Regions from separate parts of the Macaca mulatta genome. Here regions 2 and 3 are each linked to region 1. Evidence: chromatin contacts called from public Hi-C data. All regions are on one chromosome and are shown on one strand. The core of a region is the stretch at or near the end of the contact, and the rest is flanking DNA. Distances in the headings are between cores, read along the strand shown. Region 1 holds the start of KPNA4 (karyopherin subunit alpha 4). Region 2 holds the start of PPM1L (protein phosphatase, Mg2+/Mn2+ dependent 1L). Region 3 holds the start of SMC4 (structural maintenance of chromosomes 4).

The links. A called contact is a pair of places that touch in the nucleus more often than the background predicts.
Region 2: a Hi-C map of fetal cortical plate shows a contact between it and region 1, with 2.2 times the contacts expected there. The contact joins the promoter of PPM1L here to the promoter of KPNA4 in region 1. A contact is called at or near these places in 4 of 14 Hi-C or Micro-C datasets (CD4 T cells, fetal cortex germinal zone, fetal cortical plate and 1 more).
Region 3: a contact with region 1 is called in a Hi-C map of cortical neurons, with 6 times the contacts expected there. The contact joins the promoter of SMC4 here to the promoter of KPNA4 in region 1. A contact is called at or near these places in 2 of 14 Hi-C or Micro-C datasets (cortical neurons and fetal cortex germinal zone).

The regions. Positions count from the first base shown.
Region 1 is chr2:63,734,459-63,738,174 of T2T-MMU8v2.0, reverse strand. KPNA4 (karyopherin subunit alpha 4) reads left to right here and starts at 2,093. Exons shown (of 17, transcript XM_001097222.5): 1 at 2,093-2,451. The coding sequence starts at 2,383.
Region 2 is chr2:63,917,300-63,921,015 of T2T-MMU8v2.0, reverse strand. It overlaps PPM1L (protein phosphatase, Mg2+/Mn2+ dependent 1L), which reads right to left and starts at 1,720. Exons shown (of 4, transcript XM_015131708.3): 1 at 642-1,720. The coding sequence starts at 1,040.
Region 3 is chr2:63,564,618-63,568,333 of T2T-MMU8v2.0, reverse strand. It overlaps SMC4 (structural maintenance of chromosomes 4), which reads right to left and starts at 1,593. Exons shown (of 24, transcript NM_001261676.1): 1 at 1,492-1,593; 2 at 288-428. The coding sequence starts at 423. It overlaps IFT80 (intraflagellar transport 80), which reads left to right and starts at 2,016. Exons shown (of 22, transcript XR_013413625.1): 1 at 2,016-2,118.

The DNA.
Region 1 (3,716 bases), core at 844-3,343:
GTTCTTGCATTTGACAAATAGTTCCTGAGTACTTATGTGCCAAGTACTATTAGGTGCTGGGTATACAGTAGTGAACAAAACAACTATGCTTCTTAACTTCAGAGAGCTTACTGTCTAGGGAGGAAGACAGATTTTAGATAAACAAATAAAATCATAAATTGCGGTTATTTCCTATTTGTATTGCATCTTTCTGAGTTGGTAACTAATTGCAACCCTTTTTTAGGAGTCTTCTGCAGAGAGAAAACTCGGGTTGTTGTTTAATCATCAGAGACACTCAGTTGTAGCTGGAGACACGAAGACATGTAACGGACACTTCTATAAACTTCATCATGAAAGCTACCATGACATGTATTCCAAGAAGTAACAAAATGTTCATCTATTGATACGTTGACAAGGTAACTTTTATTCATAGGGTGGGAATTCGCTGGTAATTTGTTTTCTTGAACACTGCTTATGATAAAATCCATGATGGCACAAAATACACACATACTCCAGCTTTTCAAGTGAATTTTCTTATCCTAAACACATTTTGAAAAACATCAGTGCTCTGGTATGCAAATACAATGTTACTTCAATTAAATGACTCTTTGAGGAATAACATTTTATAATGAACATCATCATTTGTATTTAAGATCTGTTCTAAATTTATATTCAAGTTAACCTTCAGTGTGAGTTATTCCCAGGCACAGCTTCTGTTGTCCATAGCCCAGTTGATGGTCTATAAAGTATTGACGACTTTAAAGGTACTACTCTGCTTCCTAAGTTTTTACTTTCCTTTCCCCCACTACAATATCCTCTCCAAAGTGATTCCTAAAGTACTCCGGCTCTTTTCATTACCTCTCCCCCAAAGGAAACTCAGTTGTTCACATCTGTTAAACCCACTGACTTCTTCCATTTTAACTTAAAAAAAAATTCCCCTCTGTTGGCTTTAAAAGTGTTTCCCTAAGAAACATATGCATTTTAAACATTTATCTCTGCACGTTGTTCTGCTCAAAAAATACACTAGAAAGGACCGGGAGTCAACGATTCTGAAGGAGTTTGTATCAGGGTCTCTTCTCCCTGCCTAGCCAAGTTTAAACACACCCAACGCCTCGATTCCTTGCTTCCGACCAGAGTTGCTGCTTTACATATCCCTGGACATTTGAGATGTTATTCGTTGATATTTCAATATATTTTAAGATAATTTTCCATTTCTGTTTTGTGAAATTTTTGAATACGTTCTTTTGTATCTCGTGTCATTTCTGCCTCTGGTAATGTTGTTGTCCCTGGTATCCCTGGAATTCATTTCCTTTCTCAACAGACAATATTCCCTGTCAGCTGCCACGGGCTCCGCCCTCCAGAAGTTCATACTTTGTGGTCAAGCAGCTTCTTTAACTTTCTAAGACGAATTACCTAGGAAGTGCTATTGTCCAAGGATCACCAGCTCTGCCTAAATTCCTACCTGTTGCGGGCGCTTAGTCACAGAAGATAAATCAGATACGTCTACTGGGCCCTTTCCTTTTCCACCCAGCGTTCCTGTCGCTTTCCGCTGAGCCTCCTCAACTCACGTCATCCCTGCAGGTCCTGGCCCCCAGACTCGACCCTGGACGGCAGGGAGCCCCAGCCCGGGAACGGAGCTGCGAGCGTCCGACCTGGGAAAGAGCGAAGCTCAGATCTCTCTGCAAAGCGAACAGAGAGCGCAAGGAATGCCCAGGAAGACAGGGCGCGCCCGGGGAGAGAAGAACGTTACTTTAACGCAGTCTCGACCCTGGACCCCTGCATCTAGGGCTTCCCGGACGAGTGATGCAAAACAACTCGCCCTGCTGCGTTCCCCGGCCTCTCCTTCCCCTTGCTGGTTTCCCCTGAAGTGTACTTCTCTGTCGCTTCCTCCCCATCTCTCCGAAGGCACGTGGTCCTTCCCTGCCTACCCCAGCCGCACCCCTCCCGGCCCCGAGCCGGCTCCTCCCAGCGTCGTTCGCTTCCCCTTTCCGTTCGCTCTTTCCGCCCCGGCTCTCCATCGCCCCTTCCCATTGGTCGAACGCACCGGAGCCTGGTTGGCCAATGGGCGAGCTGGGCTGGAGGCGATGGGCGTGGCCGCAGCTCCGGGGCCCTCAGATCGAGGCTGCCTCCCCCTCTCAGCCGGCAGCACATTCCGCCGCCGTTGCCGCCGCCCGGCCCCACAGTTGTCTTTGCCGGAGCTGCAGTCGCGCTGGGGTTAGGGCGGGGGGGCGGGCGGGGAGAGGAGAAGGCCGCGGCGGAGGCAGGTGAGAGGAGGAAGGAAGCGGCGGCGCGGCGAGCACAGCAGCTCAGGCGGCGACCCGGTTCCTGGGAGTGTCGGTGCGGCGCGGTGGTTGGGGCGGATCCCGCGGGGCCCGGGCGGGGGAAGGAGTCACCGGCCCGGCCATGGCGGACAACGAGAAACTGGACAACCAACGGCTCAAGAATTTCAAGAACAAAGGCCGCGACTTGGAGGTAAACTGCTGGACGACGCCGGAGGGGTGGGGGCCGTGGGCCTGGGGCCGGTCTCCGCCGGGACCCCGAGTGTGGGGAGTAGGGGCGGGAGCCGCCTCCGGGCCTCGGGGAATGGCGCTGGGGGCCGGCCCGTCCGTGACGCCTCTGCTAGCGCGCCGGGAAGTTTATGTCGGGCCTGCTCCGCCTCCGCCGGGGAGCGAGGTGCCCGGGTACGGCCGGCGCGGCCTAGGCCTGCCCGGCAGAGCCGGCCCGGTGCGGGTGCGAGGGGTCGGGCCGCGCGGCGGGGAGGCCGGGCGCGGCGCGTGCGGAGGAGGCGTGCGTGTGCGGTCGGCGCTGCCCGGCCCGGGCCGCGGCCCTCCCTGGCAGCGGCGGAGATTCCGGCTCTCGCTCGGGCACCGACGTCTGGCGCTGCGGGAAGGAGGGCGGTGGGGGTGGGAGGGTGAGCGTGTGGCGACCGAGTGGGGCTCTGAACTTCCTCAGCGAGGCCTGAGGCGTCTCCACTTAAAGGCATTTTTTCTGGTCTTCCCGACTCCCGCTTTACCCCTGCCTCCCCCCAATATCCAAACTACAGGACAACTTCTCCGTTGAAAAAAACACCCCCGGCGTGAGAGGCCATCCTGGTGATGCTAACAGTGCCTTCCAGCGGCCTGTGTTTTACTCTGGATATAGCTGATTCAAGATGTGGCTCACGGTGTGCCCTCTTCCAGGCAAAGGATACCCCTTATTTCAGCTTGTCCACAAATCTCTTTACCCCCTCCTGAGAGGAGACCACCAGCTGCATTCTTACATATAAAGTCCAAAGGGTTATACAAAGCTGTCATCCTCTAGTCTACAGTATCCTTTCCCTCCACCTGCTGGTGGTGGTAGTGGGGGATGGGGTGGGCTAGGGAATGGCACCATCACGTTTGATTATTTAAAAAAGAAAAAAAAAAATCATTGTCTTAGATACAGCTGCTCCCCAGATTGTCTACATGGGGCGTATGGTTTAAATACATGCATTCACACACGCATACCCACACACCCCACTGAGATTTTTGATAGAAGACTTCTTCCCTTCAGCTTTAATAGTTTAGATAAATAGATTTATTTTAATACTTCCCTTCTGCATCTTAATCACGAGTTTAGCTTTTAGGGAAAGTGGTCAAGCAGTATTTTTTATGTTGTTCCTCGGTATGTTTTCGTAATGAAATCTTCAACTTCCCATGACATTTCTGAACTTGAGCGTTTGCTTGACTGAAATATTTTTTGGGCTTTTTACAAAGCTG
Region 2 (3,716 bases), core at 471-2,970, 180 kb before region 1:
GCTCTGAGATCCTGGTAAAAACAAGCGGCCAGCGAGGCGCTCCTGTCAATTGGCCCGATTGCACTTGTAAAGTTGATAGAGTTGGAAAGAAGCGCAGAGCAGCCCCTCGGATTCCTCCCTAGAGTGAAGGCGATGGGAAGGAGTCACAGCTTCCTTCACCCTCAATGAGCTCGCTCTGCAGGTATAGTCTCTTTTCCTAATGAAGCATAAAAGATGTTGTCTTCCTTCTCTGTGCCTAGTTCAACTCAAACCCTAGAACAAGGGCACTGGGGTCTGGGACCAAAGTTCACTGGAGATACCATTAATTCTCCTTGCTAAGCTAGCACAGTGTTTGCTGGGTTCCAGCCTTGGGAACCTCGTATTAAGTAGCAACAAATATGCTGCGGATGACTCTCCTTTCCCTAAAGTGGACCCTCAGCCCCAAGAAGTCTGGATCGAGCAGTGCTTTTGGCAACTTGAGCCGCATTTGTCCAGCCAGGTACCATGGTGTCATCACCACGCCCCTCGCACCCAGATCCTCTCACGCTGCGCACACGCTGTCCTGTTTATACACACACACACACACACACAGACACGCGCGCGCGCACACACGCACACGACATATACACAGACACAAATACAAAGCCCCGGGTAGCTCCTACCTCTCCCCCGTGCCCGTCGAAGATCCCGAAGATGGACGGGTGCGTCTTGTTGGCCAGATCCGTGAGAACTTCGAAGCGGTCCTCCATGTGGTCTCTTCGGCCCTGGATGGAATACACCGCCACGTTGTGGCTCTTGAACTCCCAGGTCTTGGAAAATTCGGCCTCCAGCACATCAAGCCCCCCGAGTCGATCGTTCTGCATGATCTCGGCTACCTTGCCCTTCACCATTTTCACAGCGTCCCGGCTGGACTTCACGATGGTCTTCACCTCGTCAGTGTGGAAGAAGTAACTCCACAGAGCCAAGCTGATGCACAGCAGGAAAAGCGTCTCGGGTCTCAGCAAGAAGTAGCGCATGATGCGACCCAGCAGAGACAGCAAAGTCATTGTATCCTCTATCATTTATTATCGCTAGAGCCTCAACCACCACCAGCGACGCGCGCCCCGAAGGCTCGCCGGGTCCGGGAGCACTGCGGGGACAGCCAGCCGGGAGGGAGGTGGAGCAGTGCCCGAGGGTGGGGGCGAGGCTCGCGGAACCCAGCCGGAGGCAGCCGAGCAGGCGGCTCCGAGCGGGCAGCGCGAGCACAGGCAGCTTCCCTTTTGTCTCCCCGCCTCGGCGGCCCGGAGGCCCGTCCCTGCCGCCCGCGCCGCCTCCCCTCCTCAGCCCCTTTGTGAGACAGCGGCGGCAGCGGTAGCAGCAGCCGCCTCAGCAGCAGCCGCGGATGCCCCGATTGGGCAAGAGGAATCAAGTTAAAGTTGCGCCGGGCGGGTCTGCCGCGGTGAGCGGGAGAGTTCAGGGGCGCCAGCGCCCGCGCGGTCCCTCCGGGGGTGCCCCTCGAGATTCCCGGGAGCGATCAGCAGGTGAGGCGCAGGGCTCCACAGCCCGGCGGACAAGGGATGCAGGTCCCCTCGGTCGCCGCCGCAGGGGAGCGCGGAGATGGCCGAACGTTCCAATTCCTTCACACACCCCCTGGGGCCCCAGAGAATAAAAGTTTTGCGGATGCCTGGGCAGAGGCAGGGGTACGCAGAGCCCGGCGACGCGGCACGATCAGTACTGAGCCGCAGGCGGCCAGCGGGGCTCTGCCTGCCTCTCCCCAGGCACCTCCCAGCTCCGCTCGGCTCGGCTTGGCTCGGCTCCGCTCGGCTCGGCTCGGCTCGGCTCGGCTCGGTGCCGCTTCACTCGCGCGCTCCCTCCTCGCGTCCCGGCTCGCGCGCGCTCCGCCCCGCGCGCGCTCACCCCGCCCCGTCCCGCCCCTTAAGTCGGGACTCAACACTCGGAGGTGTTCCCACCGAGCTGTCAGAGGCTGAGCAAGTTCCGCGGCCGCCGGTGCGTGCTCGCAGCCCCAGGCGGTCCAGGCCAGCCAAGGGGGAGAAAAGAGGGAGGTCAGCTATCTAGCTCTTGCGAATGGTTGTTCCTTCCCCCTGTGCCGGCTCCTAAGACAAGCTAATACTGACCCTGGTAGTCTTAGCGTTGGTTTTCCAGGAGCTACTGCTGCTCACTGGGAAGCCGAGAGTTGCACGTGAGCGTTCCCCCCTTCGGCGGCAGCACTGTAGTGCGGTCCCCTCTTCGCCAGGCATAAGGCAAGCGAGAAGGGACGCACTTCTCCCGGCTTGCAAAGCGATAGGGAGACGACCTGGCCGCTGGCCGCGGTCTCGGCGTTCAGCAACAGAGGCCTTCCCGGCTCTCTCAAGAGTCGGGGAGCTAGCCTGGGTCTAGCGACCTTCTTCCTCCCGAAAACAGCAGAAAGGGGGGACTCGAGAGAATGACCTCTGTTTCCCCAAGGAAGTGCACTCTGACGATAACCTCGGGAGGGACGAGAAAGGCCGCTCTTTCTGAGAGCGGCCGCCGCCCCTGGAGCAGGGGACTCAGCGGCCACGAAGGCCTTGCCTGCTCGCAACCTTTCCACGGGGAGGCACGAAGCTTCCGATGGGGGCCCCCGGGCGCACCTGACTCTTCTACGGGGCGAGGGCTCTGACTCTGCGGTTCAGGTTTGAAGGTCCCTTGGAAGCTCGGAAGTGGTGGTCTCCTTCCACCTCCTCGGTCATCGCAGGAAGAAGGCTCAGTTGGGGGCGGGAGTCTGGATGAGCGGAGAGTAGCCGCCCTGGAGAAGAGTGCGGGCTTGCAGGAGCCGAGGAGGATAACTCGAAATGTGGGCAGGCAGGTGTTGGTGGGTCTTGAAGGTGGGAAGGCACGAGAAAAGAACAATGTCCGCGTCCGCTTAAAATACGGAAAGAAGTGAGCTTTGAAGGAAAATACTCATTTTCACTACCCCTGTCCAGGAAGAAGAGTGCTGATCTGCTTCTTCCAGTCCGCTGGGCTGAAGAGCAGAGAGGCTGCTTGATCCCAGCCAAGCCAGTGTCTGTCACCCAACAAACACTTCTGCCTTGATGTGATCCCCATTCCTTTTCTAAAAATAAAAAATAAGAAGTCCTGGAAGGAAATACACTAAAATGTTCCCAGTGGTTAATCATTCATACAGTAGTACATTATATGCCGCTTTCATTTTCTGCTTTAGACTTTTGTCTATTTTCCATAACTTTTCTAAAGTTTCCACAAAAGCTATATATTTCCACCATAGGCAGAAAAAAATGAAAATGTAAGCATTTGAATGGCATATACAATATAATCTCAATAATATAAACATGCGTACAAAAGACAGGAAGGAGATAAGAACTGCTAACAGTATGTTATTTTTCACAACTGGGATATAGTCTCCTGTCCTGCTTTACATTTCAGGTATTTTCATCTGATAAATCGAGAAAATAAACAGTTTAAAATAAATTCAGTCATTCTGTCAAGAGGTTCCAAAATGAGATAATGAATTAAAGAACCTTTAGGAACTAGAAAGAAAAGTAATGCATAAGTGTTATTTTGAAGATAAGTTTACAACATTTCTTACTGTAAATTATCAAATCACTCTTGGGTGCATTGTCAGTCTTTCTGTACATGAATCCGTTTCACTGTGGCAAAGGCAACTTGCAGATAAGCTGATAAAAATTACAGAACTACAAATCAAACTGGGCCCTGGAGTAGCAAGCAGTAAAATTCCAAACCCAAAGGTCCATCCAGTCTGTCCA
Region 3 (3,716 bases), core at 344-2,843, 170 kb after region 1:
CGTCTCGATTTTAGCGGAAATACAATAAAGACGTCTATACCATTCCACAGGTCACAAACAAAAATTCACAGCTGAACCGGTTTGCTCGCCCCCATCCCTTCCAGCGCCGTTACACCAAAATTGCACGGGAGTCTTATCTCAAAGTTGCCAAATGGCTCTCCTAAGCCTCTACGGGACCGACACCGGATCTTCAGACTTCAACCCCGCAGCCTCTAGCCCGCGCTCAACAACCCCAGCCAGCCTCGGGCTGGGCGCGCGTTCCTGAGGAGTCGCGGCGGGTCACTCACCTGCGGCGGTGGCTGGGCTCTCCGCGCGGCCGGACGGCGGCTCAGGCTCCGTGTCGCTGCTGGCGCCGTCAGGGGACGGCGGCGGCCCTTCCTCTCTGCGCCGGGCAGTGGAGGGCTGGGTGCCTTTACGGGGCATGGTTGCTGGGGCCGAGGGAGAGCCGGGAGCAAGTGAGCCCGCGGGCTGCTACACCGCGCCCGCCCCACCCGGGGAAACCTCGGTCCACCGGCTTCCATGAGCCCCGCTTAACACCCCGCTTAGAGGCAGTGGGAGTTCGGGAAGGGAGCCATCGAAAGACACCAGTGGCAAGAAGGCAGGACTGGTTTCTTAACAAGACCTATGTAAGTGAGAAAAACTAGAGGTGCCTGAGGATCAATCAAGGACTGAGCAACTGCTTATTTATTTTTTTAAAAGCCCTCCACCCGTCCGCCCACAGTATAAGCGTGTAATACTCGCTAACGCATTTCTAACGGAGGAACTCCCATACGCCGGCATTTCCGGACATTCCCACGCTCTCGGCGCCAGGGATGCAAGCGCACCGACAGGGAGAAACGAGTTCGTGTCAGGGTCAGGATCCCGCGGCTAACAACTCTCTCTAGAACGGTGAGGACTTAACTGGCGACTCGCCGCCCGCTTTCGTCTGCCCGCCTTTTAGCTCCCGGTGCCGTTGACGGCCCGAAGCATAACGAGGTCTCCCTCCTCTCCGCGATCCGACCGCTAAGGGCGAAGGCTGGAACCAACCACTAACAACTTCAAGTCGGACGCTGGCAGCGCTTGCTAATTTTGGGGTGGCAAGAGTTTGTCTCTCCAGCTCCCCGGGCGGAGTCCCGTTGGACAGTAAACCATGAAAGGTCACCAGCGAAGGCTGAGACCCGGTGACTAGTCCCTTGGCAGAAGAGAGAGGGGTAGGGGGAGACGCCCTTTCCCAGATAGAGACTAGGATTTTTTAAAGAAGAGATCTGCGAGGCTCGGGGCCTCCCCAAGACGTCTGAGTAGCTTGGAAAAGTGGCGCCCGGGAGTTGCGCGCGGGAGCCCGGGCCGCCCGGGAGCGGCCGAGGGGGGAGGGGTGACAGCAAGAGAAATCTCCCAGCGGCAGCCTCAGCCCGGACTTCGTCGCTCCGGCTCAAGGCCTCTATTTTCCAGGCGCTCGCAGACAAGGCAGGAAGTAAGAGCGTGACAACCTGACCAGGAAGAGAAGTACTTTACCTGCGAGACAGTCCGCTCAGACCAAAGCTGGAAACGGTTGTGTAGTATCCACCTCTCTGCTCCTACCGGTGTTTCGGCTCCGGGTCCTTCACTCGAAAATGGCGCCTAAAATACAAACTCGAACGGAAATTCGTTACAAATGCGCGCAATGATTTCTGGGATCCACTAATTTGAAAAAAAGTGCGGCGATTACCACCGCCATCTTATGGTCGCTCCTGCGCATGCGCGAGCTCCTGGCGTGACCTACGCGGTAGAAGTTTCTACTAAGTGAAAAGGAAGAGCGAGGGATTGTTTTCTCTGTGGTCTACAACAGCAGCACTATTATTAAAAATATTTGGAAAAACAACCTGGCAAGTTTTGAAAAATAGTTTTTTGAAAAGGGTAGGGTTCCGCTCACAGCGGGAGGCGGGGCTCAGTGGTCCAGAAACGCCTCTTCAGAAGAGGGCGGGCTCACCGAGAGGCGGGGTCTCTGGCCCACTCGGATGACGTGCCGCGTAAAAGTATCGCGGGAAGAGGAAGGGAGCGTAACTCTAAGAAGTCACTATGGTGACGGGGAGGTCGGGAGGCTTCTTGGTAACTGGTACCAGGTATTTCAGAGCAATCGCCACCGCTTTCCTGGAACTTGAGGTAACTCTCTTCACCTCTGGACCTGGTGGGAAAAGGGTTTGGAAGTTGTAGGCGTCACTGGATCCCATCTTTCTTGTTTTGAAGGTGTGTGCTTCGTGGAGCATCATTTTCTGTCTCCCTGGCGGCAGCGAGGCTCTGGGTGTAGCTTTTGAGATGAGAAGGAGGAAGCCCTGAATTTGAAGGGAGTAGAGAGACAACTAGAAGAAGACCTGGATTAGTGATAGCTTAGTCCACATGTGAATAGCTCAATAACGATTTTCGAGTTACTGCTTTTTAGATCATTGTTGTTACTAGTGAAAGGTTTCGGTCTTTTAAAATAGTTTGACTAAAAGGCTCTTTAATGGAAAAAACGACTCGCCAGTGTTCGGGTTATTTTTATGAGGAAATTATCGATCAGCAAATATTCCCTAAGTAGCTTTTGTATACATTGCACTAGATATGACATAATTAGGATTAGTAAGCAAGTTTGGCAATTCCTGTTCCCCGAGAACAGGAATTTTAGTTTTAGTGGGTTTTTAACCTGAGGTCTGTGGATCTGGTGGTAGGTGATTGAGTTTCACAGTTCATAACTCGCCTAACATTGTATACATAATTCTATGTGCATTTTTTTGGGAAGTTAGTTTTCCTACAGCTTTAATCAGAATCTCATACTTGCTCCTAATTCCCTGCATTGTTAAAGAGCCACCATCTCATTTGACTATCTCCAGTATTCATGCAACAACTCTTAAGTACTTGACATTGAGAACTACTAGCCTCTTTTTTTTTTTTCTTCAACTTTTGCTTACTTAGGGTCTGGCATGTTAAAGCACCAAAAAATCTGCCTTCTGAATGAATTTACATGATCACTCTAAATATATTATGGTTCTTCTCTCGAAGAGCATGAAGTCAGGTTCAGTGATTCTCAAAAAGGCGTGGAGAGCCACGGCCCTCCCAACCAATTGTAAGAATTTGGTGAAGTTGGGAGGCTGGTGTGTTTTAAATAAGCATAGACTCAATATCGTGATATATCTTTATGTTTGAAGTTAAAAACTATTGTTTTCATAAACTATAGAAATAAAGCTTAATGAAAAAAAGTTTTTTGACTGGTAAGCATACCAAGAAGATATAAGGATTATCTTTGAGAGCTTCTGGAATTTTTGCATTTCCAAAGGTTGTAAAACACTACAAAACCTGAGTTGGAGAGGTATCAACTATGCGGATCACCTGAGGTTGGGAGTTCGAGACCAGCCTGACCAACATGGAGAAACCCCGTCTCTACTAAAAATAAAAAATTAGCCGGACACGGTGGAGCATGCCTGTAATCCCAGCTACTAGGGAGGCTGAGGCAGGAGAATCGCTTGAATCCGGGAAGTGGAGGTTGCGGTGAGCCGAGATAGCGCTTTTGCACTCCAGCCTGGGCAACAAAAGCGAAACAGCGTCTCAAAAAAAAAAAAAAAAAAGTATAGACCAAATTGAGTGGTGTATTTGGGGGAACAGAGCACATTGTAGTGGAAAGATGTAATATAGAAAACAGAATCGTAAGTTCCGTCATTTTTTAGGTATATGCTTGACAGTTTCCTCCTTTTGTCAATCTTGAGAGTATTTATTTATGAAACTAG